Regions from separate parts of the Sus scrofa genome. Here all the other regions are linked to region 3. The links are chromatin contacts, called in public HiChIP or PLAC-seq maps. All regions are on one chromosome and are shown on one strand. The core of a region is the stretch at or near the end of the contact, and the rest is flanking DNA. Distances in the headings are between cores, read along the strand shown.

Region 1 (3,034 bases), core at 56-2,555, 110 kb after region 3:
TGTGATAGTCAATGTCTGCCAACATGGCCAACCAACTCCCGGCTGCATACAGTCACGCTCAGAGTTAGAAAAAGCTAATTTTCAAAAAAAAAAAAAAACAAAAAAAAACCCCAAAACCTCAATCTCTCCTTCATTCAACAATGGTGCCAAATCCTGGAGAACACTGAGAATGATAATCAGGGGCATTCTCGGCTAGTGGTACTGCCCAAGCTAAGGTTCGGAGGTGGGCAGGGGAGAACCAGCAACTGTGACCGCAAAGTCCGTTTTGCTTTCTTGATCTCACACTAGGGTACGGTCTAGGTTCTTGGGGGCTCTCGGCATTCACAGCCCTGGGGCAAAAGGGAGTGGTCATGGAGGGTTAAGGAGAAGGTAAAACCATCCACGAGAGGTACACTTTTCCTAAAGGCTGCCTGCACTCTACGGTTCTGTAGCCCGACCACCCTACAACCTAGACTACCTACGCACCATCCTCTCCTCCGGCCTCCTTATTGGCTGCTCATCCTCTCCTTCACACCACCTACAACACCCTCGTTGGCTCTGCTCTTTGCCGTCCCACCTCCGGATCCTTCGGTCCCGCTATGCTTTCTAGCTTTGGTATTGGTTCACCCCGTTCCAGCACCCTTTGACGTCTCAACAGTCTTCACTCTGGCTCCTCCATTGGCTAACCGCCATCTCTCTTTCCTGCTCCCGCCTTCGCCGCCTACCCATTGGCTTTCCCCCTTCAGTCCCGCCTCCCGGGCAACTCACACACCGCCTCTCGGTCACTTCTAGTCTCCGCAGTGGCTAGTTCAGCCCTGGCACCGCCCCTTGAAGGCGTAGTGCACATTCACAGGACTCCTCATTGGCTCGCTGCAGCCATTAGCGTCATCTCTTCCGTACGCCACAGGCGCGCGACTCCCCATTGGCTCTTCGCTGTCTCTAGCTTCCATCCCACCACCTACGCAACCCACGGATCTCCTGCTTTTCTGGTCTCTCCGTTCGCTTCCGCTGCCCCCCATCGCCTGAAACCATTCCATTTTCCCCGGCGCCCATACACCGCTCCCGCTTCCCTATTATCTGTCCTACGACTGCTCTCTTCATCCCGGACCCCGCCCCCCCATTCAGGCCTCCCCATTGATTCCCCGATCATCCCGCCTCCTACACCGCCCACTCTCGGGCATCCCCATTGGCTGCGCGCTTCCCCTGCACGCGCTTCACCGCCTACGTCACGCGTGCGCGGCTCCTCATTGGCTCTCCGCTACACCTGTCTTCGTCTCGCCGCCTACGCCCCCCGTGAGTCGTACCCCCCCGCGCTGGCCTTCCCATTGGCTGCTCGCCCCTTCAGGCCCTGCCCCCGCCGGTCCCGCCGCCGGTGCCGTCGGTGCCGCCGCCGCCGCCGATATGGCGCGCACGGCCCCTGTGGAGCCCCCGCTGCGGCATCCCGCGCCCCCCTCGCCGGCCGCGGGCGAGCCCCGCACCTCAGTCGAGGTAGCGGTGGCCCCGCGGCGGGTGCTGTTCGCCGATGAGGCCCTGGGGCTGCCGCTGGCGCAGCTGCGCCGCTACCGGCCGTGGGGCGGGCCCGGGGCGGGCAAGATGGCGGCGGCGGCCGGGCAAGATGGCGACGGCGGCGGGGCTGACGAGGACGACGATGGCGAGGATGGGGATGAAGGGGAGGAGGAAGAGGAGGCTTGCCCCGAGCCCTCGCCGCTGTGCCCCGTCCCCGCTGGCGGGGGTTTTACCTGGTGCCCACATTTTCGCTGCCGCCCGCGTCAGGCCGTCTGGAGCGCTTGGGGCGCGTCATGGTGGAGCTGGAGGCTCTGTTGCCGCCTCCCGGAGCGGTCCCCGGGGGTGCCGGGGTGTGGGTGCCCGGGGGGCGCCCGCCCGTGCTGCGCGGGTTGGTCCGCGTGCTGAACCGCTCCTTCGAGAAGGCGGTGCACGTGCGGGCCTCACACGACGGCTGGGCTTCCTTCTGCGACCACCCAGCGCGCTACGTCCCGCGCAGCCCGCCATGGGCAGGAACGGGAGGACCAGGAGCAGGAGATCCCATCCTGGATCTGGCCCTTGGCCTGGGCCCCGGCCAGGCGTCCGCCTCCTCGCCCGACGACGGCGGCCGCACCGACCGCTTTGCCTTCCAGCTGCCCTTTGCTGAGGGCGCGGGCGATGGGGCGCGCCTGGACTTCGTGGTGCGCTATGAGACCCCCGAGGGCACTTTCTGGGCCAACAACCACGGCCGCAACTACACAGTCCTGCTCCGGATTGCACCCGCTCCCACACCCACTGATGCCGAAGGGCTGCCCCAGCAGCAGCAGCTGCAGCAGCCGGAGCCACAGCCCGAGTGCCAGGGTCCCGTGGAGGCTGAGGCCAGGCAGCTGAAGAGCTGCATGAAGCCGATGAGGCGCAGGTAATGTCTGCCAGCGCCACCTCCGCCAACGCAGGGCTGTGTCTAGGATGGAGGACAAGCAGTCTGGCCCAGGAACCCCTCAGGCTTGCTCACCAGGACTGGGAGGAGGGCTCATTCAGTCAGTTAGTCAAAGAGTAATGGAGACCAAACGTGTGCTAGGCTGTGTTTTAATTACCGGGGTTTCATTCATGTATTGAATTCCACTGTAGAGCCCTGAACAAGACAGACATCTTCCCTGCCCTCCAGAATCAACAGGCTTTTATGAGAGACTGGAAAAAAAACAACCAGCAGGCGGATGAGCTACATAGGGATAAGGTTAGCTGCTGAGAGGAAAGGAGAATAGGAATAGTTGGGGAGGCAATAGCTGCTTAAGGCAGGGTGTTGGGGGAGGGCCTTTGAGGAAGTAAGTCCTGGATGCTGATTAGCAGAGTTAATGCTCAGGCGTGGGGGGAGAGTTTGTAGAAAAGGGAACAGGGAGGACTTTCTGAGGAAGTGCTGTTTCAACTGAGCCCTGAATGATGAAGAGGAATAGTTATGCACACATAATGGGAGCAAGGATGTTCTAAGGAGTAAGAATAGCAAGTGCAAAGGTCCTGAGGTGGGAGCAAGCCTGGTGTGAGTGAAGGGTAGTGTGTTGGAGCGGAGAGAACTGCA
Region 2 (2,793 bases), core at 9-2,508, 65 kb before region 3:
ATACCCCTGCCAGCCCCATCTTCGACAGGTCCACCGCCCTGGGCTCCCCCGTGGGCTCTCATTTCTTTCTTGTCAATCCTACAGTCCCATCTTCCTGAAATCTCCTGCTTCCAGCCTTCCCATCGGGCTCTCAGCCTTTTTCTGCTCTTTCCTGCCGACCCTACCCCACCCACAGGACCCACTCCAACCCCCCCATCCCAACCTGCTCCCAAACCCACCCTTTGCAAAGGCCCAGCCCTTGCAGTCCTCTTCCAGGCCTTCCCCTTTTCCCTTTCCCCAGGCCCAGAGTCCTTTATGAGATCCCTTTCCAGACTTCCTCCCCTCGAAATCCCCCCTCCAGATTCCGATTTCCCTATAGATTCCTCCTTCCATCATTGCTAGAACCCTTTCAAGGCTTTCGGTCCCACTCTTAAATTCCAGTCGTACCCAAGTCTCACCTCCGGGTTCTCCACCCCCCACCCTGGTCTCAGGCCTGCCATCCCTGGATCGTCCTTGGCTCAAGTCCCCCAATAGGTACCTGCTTCTGGAGAGTCCCAGGAGCCAGGCTCCTCTCCACGCCCATATCCTCCACAAGTCCCCCCTTTCGGCTTGACCACATCCCTGTCCCTGTCTCTGCCCTACGTCCTCCAGGGCCACCTTAATCGGGGCCCCATCACCCCTCAGGCAGTCATATCTCATTTTCAGGCCCTCCTTATCTTCAGGTCCATCCCCTAGCCCAGTTTCCCTTTCAGTTCCACACTTTCTCTATCCTCCCCAGGTCTTTCCCCCAGACCCTCCATCCCCGTCGGGCCTCCCTCAGCCGGGCTCTATCCCTCCCCAGTCCCTTCTTATAACCAGCTTCTATTTCTTTCAAGTCCCCCCCTCCCATGACCCTTAGGCTTTCCATCTCTACTGAATTCGCCCCTTCAAGGTCTTGCAGCCCCCTCAAAATCCCGCGGGTCCACCCTCCATGCCCAGCGGGCGTCCTCGGCCAACCGGAGTCTCCCTCCCTCACCCAGCCAGAGCGAGACCGAGGCCGAAGCAGACAAGGTAGTTGGTTTGGTAGTAGAGGAGGTTGTTGATGACGCGGTGGCACCATCGCTGCGGGTCGCAAGGATCCGGGGCCGCCAGACGTGCCGACCCCAGAACGAAGTCGTCCAGGGCGCGTAGCGGTGGCAGCCGAACCTCCGACATCCTGCCAGTCGATGCAGCTGGACCAGCGGAGCGGTCGGACTACAACACCCGTTCCACCCCGCGCCACCGCGAGGCACACCGGGAAATGGAGTCTGGACCCGGCAGCCGCTACCCTGGCGACCTAGTTGACAGCGCAGGTGCGGCAATGCACGTGACCGGAAATGCAAACACGCCGGAACTGCAGGGAAGCAGGGGCCGCCGGGAAACCAAGTCTCCGCCGAGGGCGAGGCGTTCCCATCCACCCCCAGGCGGGGGCGCCACGGGGACGGTTCTGGCGGCTCAGGCATTGAGGACAGGCAGAGACTGGCGGAAGGACCTGAGTAGGATCCCACTTCCATCCCGTCAGGGTCCGGTCCTTTCCAAGAAACTGCAGGGCCTTTTCAGCCTCATCTGCTCCAGGCCCCACTCCCGAGGTCCAGCCATAAATACCGTTAAGGGTCTTTTATTCATTTTCATCACATCAGAGATGTCTCTTTCTGGCAAGTTTTTAAAAATCCCCACAGGTTGGATTAGGGCACCCGCTCTGGGTCCCTAGCAGTCTTCTCCAGGCGGGAGCCCCAGGGGGTCCGCTGCCTCCCTGAGTCCCTGGCCTGGCCCTGCAGGCACACAGTCATCGGGAAGTGCTTGAGGGACCTGAGCTGTTTAGGCATTGCTCTCAAGAGTGGAAAGTGCGCACCTGCTCCATTAATGCTTGATGGCTGGCGGCTTCCACAGCACTCCCACCCCCACAAAGGCTTTGCAATCTGTCACCGCAGTCCCTAGCACAACCCAGAGGGTCCTTAAAAGTCATCATCATCACAGATGTCAAGGTATACATCGAAAGCCTCTCTGTTGCAGTTTCCATCAGGAGTGAAGACATATTTGTGGAAGGTCCCATCTACACAGATGGCTGGAGGAGGGGGGACGATTGGTAAGAGGTTAGAAGCTGTCAAAGCCACACACTCCAATCCTCTCAGGTGTCCCACGGCCTAAGGCCTATGGCCAGGCCTTTGCCCACGTTCCATCCCCCTTACTGATGATGATGGAGGTGAACCAACGTTTCAGCTCTTTCAGGCCTCCCATGCCCTAAAAATTCTTTCAGGTCCAATTTGCAGGCCCTCGCCCATGCAGTGCCCCCAAGCAAGGGCTATTCCCACTCACCAATGACAGAGTTGACGTTCTTGGAAGTATTGCGACCGAAAGCACAGATGCAGGCTGACTCAGCAGGCACGGTGAAGCTCGCCAGGCTCCACTGAGAATCCACGTACTGCCCAATCATAGGCCCCACTTTGCCCACGCGAGCCAGCCTGCAGGCAACACAGGCTTAGCCCAGGTGTGGTACATGGGCAGGGGGATGGGGGCGAGGCGGGGTGGGGCGGGGGGCACTCACGCGGAGCGGCGGTTGAGGCGCGTATCCTTGAGAGCAAAGATATGGACTGTGCCCTTATCGCTGGACGCGCACAGGAAGGAGGAATCATGGCTAAAGTTGATGCTGAAAGGCAGACCAGCAGTGACGCCCGCATGTCATGTGGGGTGGGGTCACCGGCCCACTATGTATACCCTGTGCTCACCAGTAGAGGGTGGCTGGGTCAGTGCCTCGGCGCAGCTCCACCAGTTTCTCCTTGGACTGCGTGTCAAAAA
Region 3 (3,181 bases), core at 341-2,840:
CTCAGTGGGTTAAGGATCCGGCATTGCTGTGAGCTGTGGTGTAGGTCGCAGGTGTGGCTCAGATCTCTCATTGCTGTGGCTGTGGTGTAGGCCGGCAGCCATAGCTCTGATTGGACCCCTAGCCTGGGACCTCCATATGCTGTGGGTGCGGCCCTAAAAAGACCAAAAAAAAAAAAAAAAAAAGAAGAAGAAGCTAGGTGTCTGAAGGGCTGGGAAAAGGATATTGACAGCTGTGGGGACAGCAAGTTCAAAGGCCCTGATGCAGAGCAGGGTTTGTTCTGTTCTAGAAACTCAGGCACGTCCTCAAAGAGTTGGAAAGCACACAGTTGGCTCTGGGAAGTGTGCTTCATGCCTTCCACTATCCAATCACTCTTCAGGCAACCTGGGCTGAAAGAGGGGAGCCCCTTCTGTGGTTGTGTGGGACTCCGGGTTGGGGACGGAAAGCAGACCGGCCTTGGTTGAACCATCCTGGCCTTCCAATGAGATGAGAATGAAAGCAACACCCACTCTGGAGGGTGTGCCCCTCAGCACATCTTGGGGGAGATCCTGATGCCCGTGACCAGGTGCATGTCGCAGATGCAGAAATTGAGGCTGAGTCAGGAGAAATTACTCGCTCAGGATAACACGCTCTTCAAATGTCATCAGCCTGTTCACCGAGCCTGGCACCCAAGAGCCTTGCCCTCATCTTGCCAAGCTCCCAGCAATAAATAAGCCTGTCCTCCTTCCCCATTCTTCATCTGGGACTGGGCTGACAGACCCTTTACTTAGAAGCAGGAAACAGAAGCTCAGCACTTAGGGCCAAGACCTCCCCAGAATTGCAGAACAGAGAATCATATCTTGGGCTCTGACACTATTAAAAAAGTCCACCCTCATCTACTCAGCAGCGTGATGCTCCACAGGCTCTGTTCTCTCTCTGTCTCGGGTCTGTGCACTGGCGAGGTCCCATTCCCATTGCTACTAAGAGGTTTATTCCACCGTCTATGACCTTTTGTCCACAATTCCAAAATCCAAAAAAACTCCAGAGACCCACAGTTTTCCCACAAAGTTGGGCACCATTTGGTTCATTTGGTTACAAAACTTGACTTAACCAGGAGTGATTTTTGGTCCTGGCTTATCCCACTTGCTGTGAACGGCCACACCATTCCATGAGGAAATAACGTGTTTGTTTGTTAGTTTTTAACCGGGCAGTCTCAGACACCGCTGAGAAAAGTCATATATCTTATATGCACTGGGAAAACTCTCTAAACCCCGAAATATGCTGAATTCTGAAAACGGACCTGAATTTAACCCTGGCTTTGGCCCTTTTTCCAGCTAAGGAAACTGAGGCACTCCCTCCCCAAAGCCAAAACATTTCTGAGTTGAGGCAGCCCCAGGCACATTTGTATTCTAAAAACGGGAAGGGTCGTCTCCTTTCAACACACGTTACGAGGAACTGCCGAGCCTCAGAAGCTGGTAGTTCCCCCCCCCCGCCGCCCGAGATGGGGCGCCCCGGGGCGGGGTGGGGGGCGCTGTGCGCTGTGCGCTGGGCAAGGAGAATCCTTGGCGGGCGGGGCGAGGGGCTTCCGGGGCGGCAGCCACCTGGCCCAGCCCGCTCCGGCCCCGCCCGCTTCTGCTCCGCGCGGTGATTCACTCCCTCCTTCGCCCCGGGGCCCCCTTCCCGGCCAGACGGCGGGGAAGACGGTTGGGTGTGCAGCGTCCTCGAACCCGCAAGCAAGCGAGCAGCTCCTCGGCGCCCTTCGGGACTCAGGTCCACGCCATGGCGGATTCCGAGCGCCTCTCGGCCCCGGGCTGCTGGGCCGCCTGCACCAACTTCTCGCGCACCCGAAAGGGATTTGTCCTGTTGGCTGAGATTGTAAGTGTCCTGGGACTGGCTGGTGGGCAAAGGCGGGTGGAGTGGCTGGATCACGCGGACTGGGGCAGCCCCGGGGGAGGCAGGCTCGCGGCCGCGGGTGATCGGCAGTGGGGCGCGGGGTGGGTGGGTCGGTGACGGAGGCCCGAAACCAGGGGCACATGCAGGGCGAGTCAGTGAGGTTTGGAGAAGGTGGTCGGCAGCTGCTGGCCCATGGAGTCAGGCACGAGGCCCACAGGGCATACGGGCGACCCCGCGGAAGGAGACCCCGTAGATTCATTAGTGGACTCATAGAAGGGGTTCCCGGGGCTGGGTGGTGGGGGATCCTCCCGTGGCAGGGCGTGGCGCGGCCTGGGCAGTGGCGGGCGGGCTGGCAGAGCGCCCAGGGGCGGGACCTGTTGGGGTGGGGCCCCCGCGCGCGCTTGTCCCGCGGGGCAGGGCCACCCGTCCTACCCCAGTTCTTCCTCGCTCCTCTGTGACGGGGCGGGAGGTCCTTAGCTATTGGGGCCGCTCGGGAGCCTCGGTTTCCCACCCCCGGCAAAGGGGGTGCCTCCTTTGAGTCGCTCGTAAAAGAGGTGCGGCGCCTTTAACAGAGCCCTGCCCCTCCGGTGTCACTCGCACCGATTCCCAAAGGGGTTGCCCGGGGAACCGCACGTCCCGCCCCGTCAAAGCCCTGAAGCTGGCGCCAGCAGCGCTCACAAAAACCACCTGAAGGCACCACTCCCCTTGGGCTATCCTAGAAGGGAAAAGAGGGGAAACTGAGGCACCCAACCCTACCCCTCCCTAGCTAGGTGACCCTGGATAAGTTACCTCGTGTCTCTCTGTTCCTCTCTTTTCTCATCTATGACATAAAGGTATTAATAATAGTACCTGGCTCATTAGGTTGTTGCGATGATTGAGGGAATTAATACCTGTACAGCTCTTAGAACAATATCCCAAACACAGTATGCACACATTAAGTGTTTAGCTATTGGTCATCTTCCCAGTCCTGGTGGGCATCTGAGTTTGAGACCCTCCCCACCCCCAATTTAAACCCACGCCCTCAGCCCTTGGAGTCGATCGATCGAAGCCCCCTTTCGCCTATCTTTCCAGGTAGTGTGCCTGGTGATTCTGATCTGCTTCAGTGCCGCGACGTCAGGATTCTCTTTCCTGTCGGTGATAGAGATGATCTTTGCTGCTGTCTTCTTTGTCATCTACATGTGTGACCTGCACACCAAGATACAAATCATCAACTGGCCTTGGAGTGTGAGAAAGGGGCCACAATGACCAGGCTAGGGAGGGGCTTGGGGAGGGGGGGGATTTTGAATGCTGACTTTCCTCTTCTCCCTGCCC

The links. HiChIP or PLAC-seq counts read pairs in DNA pulled down with a chosen protein or histone mark.
Region 1: a contact with region 3 is called in an H3K27ac HiChIP or PLAC-seq map of alveolar macrophages. The contact joins the promoter of PPP1R3F here to the promoter of PLP2 in region 3. A contact is called at or near these places in 2 of 47 Hi-C or Micro-C datasets (heart right ventricle and liver) and 1 of 2 datasets of contacts at active chromatin or transcription factors (alveolar macrophages).
Region 2: a contact with region 3 is called in an H3K27ac HiChIP or PLAC-seq map of alveolar macrophages. The contact joins the promoter of PRAF2 here to the promoter of PLP2 in region 3. A contact is called at or near these places in 1 of 5 promoter capture datasets (liver), 4 of 47 Hi-C or Micro-C datasets (alveolar macrophages, embryonic fibroblasts, epiblast stem cells and 1 more) and 1 of 2 datasets of contacts at active chromatin or transcription factors (alveolar macrophages).

The regions. Positions count from the first base shown.
Region 1 is chrX:43,326,894-43,329,927 of Sscrofa11.1, forward strand. It overlaps PPP1R3F (protein phosphatase 1 regulatory subunit 3F), which reads left to right and starts at 1,306. Exons shown (of 5, transcript XM_003135095.5): 1 at 1,306-1,705; 2 at 1,708-2,380. The coding sequence starts at 1,381. It also overlaps a transcript of FOXP3 not described here.
Region 2 is chrX:43,149,092-43,151,884 of Sscrofa11.1, forward strand. PRAF2 (PRA1 domain family member 2) reads right to left here and starts at 1,259. Exons shown (of 3, transcript NM_001243880.1): 1 at 995-1,259. The coding sequence starts at 1,173. WDR45 (WD repeat domain 45) reads right to left here. Exons shown (of 11, transcript NM_001190293.1): 8 at 2,724-2,793; 9 at 2,543-2,644; 10 at 2,314-2,459; 11 at 1,600-2,062. The coding sequence ends at 1,953.
Region 3 is chrX:43,213,782-43,216,962 of Sscrofa11.1, forward strand. PLP2 (proteolipid protein 2) reads left to right here and starts at 1,591. Exons shown (of 5, transcript NM_001244435.1): 1 at 1,591-1,852; 2 at 2,942-3,094. The coding sequence starts at 1,757.